2 separate regions of the Mus musculus genome follow, and region 1 is linked to region 2. A link is a contact called in public promoter capture Hi-C data. All regions are on one chromosome and are shown on one strand. The core of a region is the stretch at or near the end of the contact, and the rest is flanking DNA. Distances in the headings are between cores, read along the strand shown. Region 1 holds the start of Gne (glucosamine (UDP-N-acetyl)-2-epimerase/N-acetylmannosamine kinase). Region 2 holds the start of Ccin (calicin).

What was found. Capture Hi-C pulls out chosen DNA fragments and counts their contacts.
Region 1: a contact with region 2 is called in a promoter capture Hi-C map of liver. The contact joins the promoter of Gne here to the promoter of Ccin in region 2. A contact is called at or near these places in 1 of 39 promoter capture datasets (macrophages), 1 of 15 datasets of contacts at CTCF or cohesin (CD8 T cells), 1 of 484 Hi-C or Micro-C datasets (regulatory T cells), 5 of 115 datasets of contacts at active chromatin or transcription factors (CD8 T cells, the SCID.adh cell line and embryonic stem cells) and 3 of 9 other capture datasets (adipose tissue, liver and pancreatic islet).

What each region holds. Positions count from the first base shown.
Region 1 is chr4:44,071,316-44,078,119 of GRCm38.p6, forward strand. It overlaps Gne (glucosamine (UDP-N-acetyl)-2-epimerase/N-acetylmannosamine kinase), which reads right to left and starts at 1,402. Exons shown (of 12, transcript NM_001190414.2): 1 at 1,047-1,402.
Region 2 is chr4:43,979,441-43,985,797 of GRCm38.p6, forward strand. It overlaps Ccin (calicin), which reads left to right and starts at 4,064. Exons shown (of 1, transcript NM_001002787.2): 1 at 4,064-6,093. The coding sequence starts at 4,155. The coding sequence ends at 5,921.

The DNA of each region.
Region 1 (6,804 bases), core at 152-2,651, 89 kb after region 2:
ACAAAACAAAACAAAAACAAAAAACAAAAAAACCCAAGGCTTCCGGATTGCTGTTATTACAGCTGCTCGAATTATAGGACCGGTTTTACTGGGTTTGGAGCACCCAAACTCAAGTCAAGTTTGAAGCGTTACACCAGCAGCAGCAGCAGCAGCAGCAGCAGCAATCTCCCTGGCTCCGAGAAATGGCAATGCTCACAAACTACATTCAACTCAATTGTGCTTTTATAAATGCTGCAAAAGGATAAGTGAATGTCCCAACCACGAGAAAGTATAAGCACACTTGTGCAAGCAGTCACCAGCAGAGAAACAACAGTAAAGTAAACGTTTGCTAAGTGCTTCCTCCAGCAGTGGGCTAACACGGCGTTAGACACGTTATTCCATCCTCATTTTCTCTACTATACAGACAGGGACACTGAGGTGTAGAAAAAAAAATCCACTTGATCTAAATCACAGTTAGTTAATGACTGATAGAACTTCAATTCAAAGCCAAGTCTAGATGACCTTCCTACACGCAGGTCACTGCCGCACACACCCTCTACCTTGTGTGTATATTCCACAAACATCCACGGGTGCAAACCTTTCCGGAGAACTTGAGACACTCCTTTCTTTCACTCAGAGCGGATGGAACTCACCGCAATAAAAAGGGAAGGGCTGTACAGAGTTCTCAGAACCCTGCTGCCCAGCTATAATAATTCAGTTTGATGTTCCTTCCAGAGCCCCTACAGTCGGGCTAAACCATTATCTTTACTGTGAAACCATTCCCCGCCGCCACACCCCTCCTATCGAGGTGCAAAGCCGATCTATTCTTTCCTCTAACAATTTTACAAGCCTGTTCAAGGACGGATATAAACGTCTATCAAATTTCCAAGGACACCGAGTGTCCAGACAGTCAGAGTTGGGCAAGCCTCCAAGAAGTCCCTCGGTGCAAACCCTCTCCCCACCTAGGCAGTGCTGGGCCCCCGCAGCTATCTCACGTCTCTGCCCAGGGACCCAGGGCCGTGCCGCCTGCTGCGTGCACGGATGGGCTGGACCCTGGCCAGGCCTACCTCTGCAAGCCCCGGTCCCCATTCACCCGCACGCTGAGTCTGACAGCTCCGGGATCCCACGCCGGAGCAACGCACCGGGCGGGAGAGGCGCCCTGCTGCGTAGAACCCGGACGCCCAGCGCGAGGCCCACAGCTGCAGCAGAGGTGCCGGAGCCTGGCACGATGCTCGTGAGTCACCGACTGACTCGTGGCCTCCGCCGGGTTAGTTCCCTCCGGCGCCACCTCGGCACTTGGCAGGCTCGCGTCCAGCGGGTCCACAGGGCAGGCCCCGGCAAGCGCACCCGGTGGCTTCCGCTACCCGGCGCCGCTCGACGACTCGGCGCTCGACCCAGCCCCAGCCATTGCTCCTGCATTCGCAACGCACACCCCGGCTCCCGCGGAGCGCCGAACGGTCGATCGCTCCGGCTCCGCCTGCACCGGGTCCCAGCCCCTCCTTGGCGTATTTCTGTTGGTCAGTCGTGTGGCGCACCTTCCGCTGTCGTGTCGCCTCTGGTAGTGGCATCCACTCGGTTTGCTGACCCTTATTCTCGCCTGAGGGTGTTCTCTCCTCTGGCAGAGCCCACAGTTAAGCCCGAGTTCTCCCACGAGATGGTTGTTTTAGCTTTGCACCCAAGCTGAGTGCCATCTCGTGGACCAAACTCCAAGGCAACTCAGTGTCGGTAGTCCTAGAGTGCACCCTGGAATTTAAGCTTTGCCACCCCTGCCACGAGGCTCTGGCTGAGTGCAGCGTGACAATACACATGCTAGTCAGCTCTGAGTTATCTGTCACTCCAGGGATCTAGGCAATTCTATTACCAAATTTGGGCCTCACAGTTTTTCCCCTTGAAGCCAAATTCTGTCACCTGTTCTCCATAAGTTAATGAGAACAGAGTTACTAGTAAAAAAAAAAAAAAAAAGCAAAAAAACGGAGGTTAATTCAATGTGGCCATGTTGGGAAGAGGGACAAAGATATCCAAAGACATATCCCCTGGATCCATTTTGGGACCTCAGATTTTAGGTTAAAATATATAGAGTTCGAGATGTGCACATCTAAGAGGTCCAGGGCAAGCTGTAGCCCACCTGTCACTGTCTGGACTCTAACTTCCCCAGCAAAGTGGCAGTCACAAATTGTCAGTCCCGTGTGAAGTCTCTTTTCAGCACCAGCATTCGGTCTTTTCCTTCTCTGAGTATGAGATTCTTGGGGAAAATTTCAGGGTTTTTTGAGGCCATAGTTTCAATAGTCTGATAGATTGAGGTACACAGACATCTCAAGAATATCTGCTAGACTAATTGCAGATCCAAGACCCAGGAAGGTGGGGAGCGGCCTGTGCTGCTAGCTCCTGATGAAGGTTGGTTTTGTTTTGTTTTTAAGATTTTATTTTAGCTTATTTTTATCATGTATATGGGGTAGGGGGGTGGGGCAGAGGATGTGTACACATTAGAGTGCACATGTCAAAGTCCAGAAGAGGGTAACAGATACCCTGGAGCTGAAGTTAGAGATCGTGGTGAACCTCCTGACATGGGTGACATTTCCCACAGCTAGGTGCAAGAGAATGAGAAGCTAGACAGTATTCTGAACAGCACAGCTGCACCTGTGTCTCAAACAACAACAAAAAGTCACAAGTGAAACTTTCAGATCTACTTTTTTAGGTTGTTTTTTTTTTTTTTTTTTTGAGACAGGATCTTACACTGTACCTAGCTGAAACTGGCACGGGATTGACTGTGTAGCCCAGACTGGTCTCAAGCCACGTCAGTCCTCCTGCCTCAGCTTCCATTGGGGGTTCTTGCTATAAGCTAAATGTGGACCCCATCAGACTTTTACAGCTTGTGGTCTATCTCAGTCAAGGATGAAGCTCTGGTTTGCATGGTATTAGTGTAGCCATGTTGGATCCTGCAAGGGTCATCCCATCATGAAAGGACAGACAATGAGTGGTTTTGTACACTGAGGTGACATTGTCTACCTTTCTGTCTGAGATCAGCAACCATCGATTTGTAAGTTGACCAGGTCACCATTCATGAATGCTCTGATAACACGTCAATTTCCAACACATTTCACATCATACTTTTTTTTTCTAAATACCATCTGAGCTGTTGGGTAGAGAATGGATTTGAATGGATTTGTTGAGAGTCAAGAGTTGGTTCCAGTGAAAATTCCACTGAAATAGATATGCAATTCATCTGGATGTAAAACTCATGAGACTTATTATTGACGGGTTATGAGTTAGAAATAAAGAATGGCTATATTTATAGCTTCCTAGCACTGATAACAAAGTGCTAGTACTCTTTTATCTTCCATATCTTACGCTTCCAGAGGTTGGGGTGAGCCCAGAATTTGGGGGAACCAACATACAGGCAGTAGCAGGGTATCTGCTCTTTGGAGGCTGAAGGAGAGAAGTCATTTCCTCACCCTTTCCTCGTGGAGACTGACGACACTCCTTGGCTTGTGAATATTCTCACAGCAAGACTTCCTGGCTGTGCCTCTCCTGCCTTCCTTTTACCTACAGAGACCCTTAGAATATTAAATTTGTGCCTAACTAGTAGCACAGGATAATCTTCCGGGCACAAAATACTTGATCACATCTGCACAATCTGTCTCCAAAAGAAGGGGTATGGATATTTCAAAAAGCCATTTATTCAGCCTGCCATGAGGGGTATAGAGTCATGGAAGATGGTCAAGAAAGGTATCTGGCTTTTAAAGTTACATGCTACATCATTACATAGGCAGTGTGGAAAGAAAGTTAAGACAAACTAACTTCAAGAACAATGTTTAGCTGAGCCTTGAGAGGCTGAGGCAGGCTGAGTGTCATGTTTGAAGTTAGTCTGGGTTTATATAGAGAGACCTTGTCTCATGAAAAAGACAAAACGAAGTAGCACACATATACACACAAGCCACACACACCTCACATGCACACAGACCACACACACACACACACACACACACACACACACCCAGTATTTGACAGGCAAGGTGGCTAAGCAGGTAAGTAAAGGCACTTGCAACCAAACCTGATCTGATCCCTAGGCCCCACATGGTTGTGAAAAGACTGATTCCCAAGGTCGTTCTCTGAACACTGTGACACATGTTCACATGTGAACACACATAAATAAAATATACTAAAATTGTTTAGGATAAAATATTTAATTTTTATTTTTATTTATCACAAAATCTAAAAATAAAAATCAAAAATAAAAAGGGGGGCAAAACAACAGACACTAAGGGCATCCAAAGAATCATTAGGTCATACTTTAAAAAATTACTTTACTCCACAAAATTGAAAAATCTGAAAGAAATGGATAATTTTCTCTATAGATACCACTTCTCAAAGTTAAATCAAGATCACACAAACAATTTAAATAGACCTATAACAACTAGTAAAGTAGAAGTAGTCATTCAAAATCTTCCAACCAAAAAAATGACCAGGGCCAGATGGTTTTAGTGCAGAATTCTACTAGATTTTTCCAAAAAGAGCTAACACCAATACTCCTCAAATTACTCCACAAAATAGAAACAGAAGAAACATTGCCACATTCATTGTATGAGGCCACAATCACCTGATATCAAAACCACACAAAAATTCAACAAAGAGAATTAGAGACAAATTTTTCTCATGAACATTGATACACAAGTACTCAATAAACTACTTGCAAATAGAATCCAAGAACACATAGAAAAGATTATCCACCATGATCAAGTAGATTTTATCCTAGAGATGCAAGGACTGTTTCATGCAAAAATCTGTCCATGCAATCCATCACACAAACAAACTGAAAGAAAAAAAACCAAACCTCATGATCCTCTCATTAGATACTGAAGACGCCTTCTACAAAATCCAACACAACTTAATGAAAAAAAGGCTTAAAGAGATTAGGGATAAAAGGGACGTACCTAAACATAATAAAGGCAATTTACAGCAAGCAAATAGGCAAGATCACATTAAATGAAGAGAAATTAAAAGCAACTCCACTAAAATCAGGAATAAGATAAGGCTGTCTACTTTCTCCATGTCTACACAATACAGTACTTGAAGTTCTAGCCAGAGCAACAACAGGAAAAATGAAGGAGATCTAGGGGATACAAATTAGAAAAGAAGAAATCAAGGCATCACTACTTGCAGGTGGTATGATGGTATAAGTGACCCCCAAGATTCTACCGAACTCCTACAGCTGATAAGCACCCTCAGCAAAGTGGCTGGATACAAAATTAGCTTTAAAAAATCAGTAGCCCTCCTTCATAAAAATGATAAATGGGCTGAGTAGGAAATCAGGGAAACACCACCCTTCACAATAGCCACAAATAAAATACCCACAGACACAGACATTACATCAGAGACGGGGCAGGTGGGGCATGAGGAGAGAATCCAGTGTCTGGCTTCTCTAGGATCCTGAACAGCTTTCTGGCTTTAGTCTACTTAGAAGTTGGATTTATTTCCCCCCTTTTCTGGGTGTTTTTTTGCAATGCTAGTCCTCTGCCACTATACCATTGTCTTGGCTCTGCTGTCAATCCATTTTTATCATTACAATAAATCCTCTTTTTCTTCAGATGCCTTTCCCTTGCTACCGTGCAACCAGAACATACAACAAAGCTGAAAGTCAGGAAGAACCCCCAAATTCATCATGTTGGTCCCCAACTCCAAATCACTGCGGATGGCTGCCTGGAAAACTATGTTGACCGTGACCCAGGACTGAATACAAATGAGATTGGAAAGAACATTTGTGTGTTGACAGAAGGGGCCCAAAGAGAGCCAGAGATGGCAGCATATATATTCTCTGTCTCTGCTTAGAGTCATGAAAAAGACAAAAAGACAATCAAGGAGAGAGGGGGAGGGGGGAGGGGGGAGGGGGAGGGGAGGGAGAGGGAGAGGGAGAGGGAGAGGGAGAGGGAGAGGGAGAGGGAGAGGGAGAGGGAGAGGGAGAGGGAGAGGGAGAGGGAGAGGGAGAGGGAATATGAATCAAATCAGCTGGACATAGTGGCTTAGGCCTATCTGGAATCCCAGCCCTCAGGAAGAATCAACATGGGTTTGGGGCCAGCCTGGGCTACAGAGAGCAACCAATTACTATATCCATCTGGATGCTCACACACAGTAAGCATTCTTTATTGAGTTGTTCTCACTCATAATGCTGTTGATTGACAGGGAGTCTAGAGTGTGTAGGGAAAAGCATGTTCTACACTCTGTTGCTTCTAACCTCCTCATGAAGTAGACTAAGATAAAAAAAGACCAAAGAGTAGACGCTGATTTGTGATGTATTTAGAGAAGCACTTACAGCACTGCTTGTACAGCCTATCACCAAGCATGGCGACACTTGTGACCTGGAACAATGGGTCAGTTGCTCTTCACCTGACCAGTCTTGCTCGCTCACCTCAGCTTGTGGTGTTCAAGTAGAAACTGAGAACACAAGCAGAAGCCAGTCCTGGCCCTTTCAGGAGCTGCCCTGGCTTCAGTCCACCATGACACCTCCTCTCTTCTGCTCTCACTGCTGTCAGAGTGCTTGTTCTAGAAAGGTTCCTGCAGCGCTCCGAACACAGAATGGCTCCTACCGCACTATGTCTGCCTTATGTGGCTGCCTTACACAGGGAAGCAAGTTTTTTTTTGCCCTAGGAAAACCATAAGGATTGAGATTGCATTGTCTGACCATGTAGCCTTCTCTGGAGAGTTCCAGATTAGTCAGAGGTTGCCTAAAACAAAGTGGAACAACGTGAACAGCAGTTGAGAGTGGCCTCTGACCTCTAGACACAGTTATACACACGCGCACACACACACACACACACACACACACACACA
Region 2 (6,357 bases), core at 2,814-5,313:
GGTAAAGGCAGGTGAGCCTAGAATCCTAGCTATTCGCAAGACGATGGGAAGTTCAAGGCCAGCCTGGACAACTTATAGAGAATCTGTCTGAAAGGAAGGTAAGACCGTTGATTGCAAACCTGAGGCTCTAGGGGCAAGTACCATGCTTCATGCTTTGAAGACCAAGAAGCTATCTTGAGCTTCCTGCTTGTAATTCTGTATATCTTTGAAAATGCCCTAATTATCTTTAAGGGTTTGCAATATGATGATGTCAATCTATAAAAATTAAAATATTAGGGTCTCCTTCCCAGGAAAATCCCATAAATGGAAAATGCTGATCAGGGCAGGAGGAAAGTGGGAGACCTGGCAGGAGCCCTTTCCTGGCTGAACCAAGCAAACAGCCATTGAACTTCCTGCCCATCCCTAGGAGTACCAATGTCTGCATAGAACCAGGAGCTGGCATGAAGCCACTCTCGAAGCTGGCGTCTGTTCCACAGTTGGTTGGGACTAAGGAAAAAGCTGCTTTCCAGGACTGGAGAAGAGCCAGCGAGCAACACTGGCTGAGCAGATGGGCACAGGCACACCCACCTTCCCTTGCAAATTCTGACAGTCTCACAGAGTAGCCCTGGCTGTCCCAGCACTTGCTAGGTAGTAGACTAAGCTGACTCCAAATTGGCAATTCTCCTGCCCTGGGCTCATTCCTTTTTTAACTGTAAAGAACATTTTATTGATCAGGCATAGGGGTGCACACCTTTAGTTTCAGCCGAGGCAGAGGCAGACACAGATGGTTCTCCATGAGTTCCAAGCCAGCCTGGGATACCTAACAAGTTCTAGAATAGGCAGGGCTACATAAAGAGACCCCGTGTTGTAGGTGTCTTATTACTGTGGTAAAACACCTTGACCAAAAGCAACTTAGGGAGGAAAGGGCCCTTGCATCTTACACTTCTCGTAGCAGTCCCTCACTGAGGAGGGCAGGGCAGGAATTTAGAGGCAGGAACTCAAACAGTCCACGGAGGAGTGCTGTCTACTGGCTGCCCAAGGATGACACCAGCAGCGGTGAGCTGGGCCCTCCCCCACTGATCCTGAGTCAAGCAACACCTACCTCCCAGACTTGCATACAGGCCAATATGAGGTTATTTTTCTCAGCTAAGGTTCCTTCTTTCCAGATGCATCCATGTCAACCAAAACACCATCTCTAAACAAAACAAAACTGCATATAGAGTGTGCAGGTGAGGGGACAACTTTGTGGGCTCACCGTGTCCGACTACCTTTGTGTGGGTTCCAGGAGTTGAATTTGGGTGGTCAGGCTTGCTGGGCAGGCATTCTGCCTACAGAGCGACCTCAGCAGCAACTGTGCAAACACCTCTTTTTGTTTGTTTGTTTGTTTGTTTGTTTGTTTTTTAATCTCAAGTAGTCCAGGCTGGCCTAGAACTTAAAGACTATATATCTAAAGGGGACCTTGAACTTCCAATCATCCTGCTCCTATCTCTTGAGTGCTTGGATTAGAGGCATGGCTCACTATACCAAGTTGGCATGGTTCTCAGGATCCAACCTACCGCTCTGTGCGTGACAGGCACGCATTCTACCCACTGAGCTTTGTCCCCGGCCCAGTTTAATGAGCTTTTACATTTTTAACTTTGAGACAGTCTACTATGTTGCCCCAGGCTGGCCTAAATTTAGGCCTTCCGAAATCTGAGACACATATGGACTACCGCACCCCCACTATTTGTTTAATTTTAAGGTCTACACATGTGGAGCACCACACCCCAATTTTTGTTTTGTTTTAAGGTCTATGTTGCCCAGGCTGACCTTAAACTTTTGAGCTCAGAGTCCCTCCTGCTTCTGCCTGCCGAGTAATGGGATTCTTTGAGTCTTGAGTTTGTTGAGGATGGGAGCTTTGCAACTAAGACCTAAGACCGGAAACTGTGGCAAATGCTCTCCGGTTGAACAAGCCTCTTCTCTCCAGGCCTTAGTCAGGTCTGTCAGATCCTCCCAGACCTCCATGATCTCCAGCTGGAGGCATACGGTGAGTGAGCTCATTTCTGTCCTGGTGCTCTGGGATCTGATGACCTTCTGCTTCCGGTAAATGTCCCAGGAAGTGGGGTCTGACAGTCAGGATGCCACTGGATTCAGGCATCCTTATCAGACTCACGATGCTTCCTCTGGCCAAGTGGCCCCTGTTTCTCAGGTGATGAGACCTGGAGAAGCGTGCAGAGCTGAAATTCCCTGAGAGAAAGAGAGACAGAGACACACACACAGAGAGAGAGACACACACAGAGAGAGAGACAGAGAGAGACAGAGAGAGAGACTAGGTAGTGGGGAACTGAGCTCAGCCACATAGGGAGTTCTTTGAAGTGGGGCTGGAACCTAAGTACCCCAAGCAGGGGGACAGAAGTTCTAACCCCTTCACAGGCATCACATCCAAAGAGACTATCTGCCCCAGAAGTCAGGTATCAAGATGTGTAACTTCACTATTAAAGTATAATTGTTTAAAAAAAAAAAAAAAACAAAACTTCAATTAATCCTAGCACCTGAGAGGCAGAGACAGGTAGATCTCTTGAGTTCAAGGCCAGCCTAGTTTACATAGAGGTTCCAGGACAGCCAAGGCTACCCAGAGAAACCCTGTAACAAAAACAAACAAGCAAACAAACAAACTTTAAATTACCAAGTTCCTAGATAAGGAAAAGGCTAGGTGTGGGATGGAAAGATGAATGAGAATCCAAGCCAGCAAGAGGGCTGGAGAGTGGTGGGTATGGAGCTGACAGTCACTCTGGGAGGGGCGTTCAGGAGGACCAGAAGGTCTGGAGTGAGGCTTGGAGCCCACAGTGGAGATGGGGTCTGCAGTCAGGTCCTCCTGACCAGTACAAGTGACCATATGGCACGGTTCTTCCTAAGAGGTCCCAGGGTGGCTTTGGTCATACACCATTGCCGGGCTCTGTCCACATCTGTAAAATGAGAACAGGTGTGGGTCTGCCACACTGTGAGCCCCGGGTCCAGACGTATGAGTTTCAGAGTCGCTCCTACACAAAGGAGCCCTAGGCGGGACAAAGCAGGCAGAAAGGGACGCCCCGGGGCGGGTGAGTTTCCTCTCTACGCCATTGGAGAAGCTGAGCACGGAGGCGGCGTGCTTCTGGCCAGGAGGTGACCCTGCAGCGCCACCGTGCGGCCGAAGCAGGCTCCTATAACCCGTCGAGGGCTTCGGGGATGCCCACAGCTGTGGTTATATCAACTAAGAAACAAGAACTGGCATTTATTGGAACGTTTGCTGTAAGCTAAGCGCTGTGCCTGCTGCACTTTGAAGCGAGTATTCTCATCTCACAGAAGAGGAATCTGAGGCCTGAGTGAACTGGTCTAAGAAACTCGGAGTGGAGAGGCCGAATCAGGCATTTCCCCAGCATTTTACTAGATACTTGGAAACCTGGTATGGGAAGTTTCCAAACCTGGTATGGGAGGTTGGAAACCTGGTACTGGCGTTTCCAAGTCCTCCCATCTTCCTAGGGCTGGCTGGCCCCTCCATTTCTGCTCCAGTGAGTGTCACCCACTTCTCCATGAAAACTGTATTCTGACTACAGAGATCAGAAGCCAGAGGGTTTGTCTTCTCAGACGTCCAGGAACCTTGGTAGAAAAAAGGGCCTTCAGGGCCTAAGAATTGAACCATGAAAACTGTCTGGTCCCCACTTCCTGAAGGGGTGAAAGGGTTGTAACGCCCCACACTGTGGGAGTTCCAGGTTTGCTCTGCCTCTAACTGCCTCTGTGACAGGGGGAGTCCTTCCTCAGCAGGACTTCAGCCTTCTGGTTAAAAGGGAGGCTTCTAGATCATGGTAACCTCTCCTCCCACCCTAAATTTTCCCTCTCCACAGCTGCTCTCTGCCCCACCCAAACCAGTTCGAACATTCCCGGCGAAGCCGAGGACTGTGACTTGAAAGGCCCAGGGGGACACCGTGGCCCCATTCCAGAGCTTCCTCTGAAGCTCTGGGGAGAGAAAGGCCTGGGGGCGGGGAGGGGGCTACATTATGATGACCTCATCCATTCTATGACGTCACCCTCTCTCCCACGCCCACTCCTCTCTGGTCAGCTGCTCTGCAAACAACCATCAGTACAAACCCCAAAGGCCTGGAAAAGTCTGCCCTCCGGTACCTGCTACGAATCTTCTGTCTCGGCCAACAAGAAGCACCATGAAACTGGAATTCACAGAGAAAAACTACAACAGCTTTGTGCTGCAAAACCTGAACAAACAGAGGAAGCGTAAAGAGTACTGGGACATGGCCCTGACTGTGGACCATCATGTCTTCTTCGCACATCGCAACGTGCTGGCTGCCGTCTCTCCACTAGTGAAAAGCCTCATCTCCAGCAACGACATGAAGACCACCGATGAACTCTACATCACCATCGACCCCAACTACCTGAGCCCAGCCACGGTGGACCAGCTCCTGGATTACTTCTACAGCGGCAAAGTGGTGATCTCAGAGCAGAACGTGGAGGAGCTGCTCCGGGGCGCACAGTATTTCAATACCCCACGCCTTCGGATTCACTGCAATGACTTCCTTATTAAGTCTATTCGCCGCGTCAACTGCTTGCGCTACCTCTTCTTGGCTGAGCTGTTCGAGCTCAAAGAAGTATCAGACTTGGCCTACTCTGGCATTCGTGACAACTTCCACTTCTGGGCCAGTCCCGAGGGCTCTATGCACTTCATGCGCTGCCCACCCGTCATCTTCGGTCGCCTGCTCCGGGATGAAAACCTCCACGTGCTCAACGAGGACCAGGCGCTCAGCGCACTCATCAGTTGGGTGTACTTCCGGAAGGAGGAGCGGGAAAAATACTTCAAGAAGTTCTTCAATTACATCAATCTCAATGCGGTCTCCAACAAGACGCTGATGTTTGCCAGCAACAAGCTGGTTGGCTTGGAGAACAACTCTGCCCACGCGACCTTGATCGAAAGTGTCCTGATGGACCGCAAGCAGGAGCGCCCGTGCAGCCTGCTGAGCTACCAGCGGAAAGGGGCCCTGCTTGACTCGGTGGTCATCCTGGGTGGCCAGAAGGCCCACGGTAAGTTCAACGATGGGGTGTTTGCCTATATCATCCAGGAGAACCTGTGGCTGAAGCTCTCAGAGATGCCATACCGGGCAGCCGCGCTCAGTGCCACTGCTGCTGGCCGTTACATCTACATATCCGGTGGCACCACTGAGCAGATTTCAGGACTGAAGACAGCGTGGCGGTATGACATGGACGACAACTCCTGGACCAAGCTACCTGACCTGCCCATTGGGCTTGTCTTCCACACCATGGTGACCTGCGGGGGAACAGTTTACTCAGTGGGTGGGAGCATTGCCCCACGCCGGTACGTCTCTAACATTTATCGCTATGATGAACGCAAGGAAGCCTGGTGCTTGGCGGGGAAGATGAGCATCCCTATGGACGGGACAGCAGTCATCACTAAGGGTGACCGGAACCTGTACATTGTCACTGGGCGATGCCTGGTGAAGGGCTACATCTCCCGGGTCGGTGTAGTGGACTGCTTTGACACCTGCACGGGGGAAGTGGTCCAGTGTATCACCTTCCCCATCGAATTCAACCACCGGCCCCTGCTCTCGTTCCATCAGGACAACATCCTTCGTGTACACAGCCACCGGCAGAGCGTGGAAATCAACTTACAGAAGATCAAGGCCAACAAGTCGACAACCTCAGTACCTCTGTTGCCCAACAGTTGTCCCTTGGATGTATCCCATGCTATCTGCTCCATTGGAGACAGCAAGGTATTTGTATGTGGGGGTGTCACCACAGCCAGCGATGTCCAGACCAAGGACTACACCATCAATCCTAATGCTTACTTGCTGGACCAAAAGATAGGTGAATGGCAGACCCTTGCCTGCCCACCTGAGGCACTGGACTGTCCTGCCTGCTGTCTAGCCAAGCTGCCTTGCAAGATTCTTCAAAGAATTTAAACAACTTTTTAAGTGGGAGAATAAGTAAATGCATTATTATTCACAATTTAATGACAGAAAGCAAGGGAGGAATGTGACTTTGGATTCCTTTTAGTGGGGGGTCAATGCTTGGGGCTACACATGTTCCTGATGGATAGGATTCAGGGTTAATATCTCAATGGAGGTAACTAGCAGAGATGGGGTCTCTGGTTGGTGGTCTACAGTGGGTAGATTAATTAATTAACTAGTTAATTAATTTTGTTATTCCAGCTCTGGAGGTCTCTAAACTGAGTCAGGAAAAACAATCCTTGGTGGTTGTGGGATTGAAGTTCCTCCCAGACTCTGGGCTAGGGGATGTTTGAGTGGTGCCCCCCCCCACCCCCAATCCCTGTAGTCACCTCTCAGGGATCTGCTAGCATAGTAATCTCTGCTCAGAGTAGTGATGGCATGGGCTCTT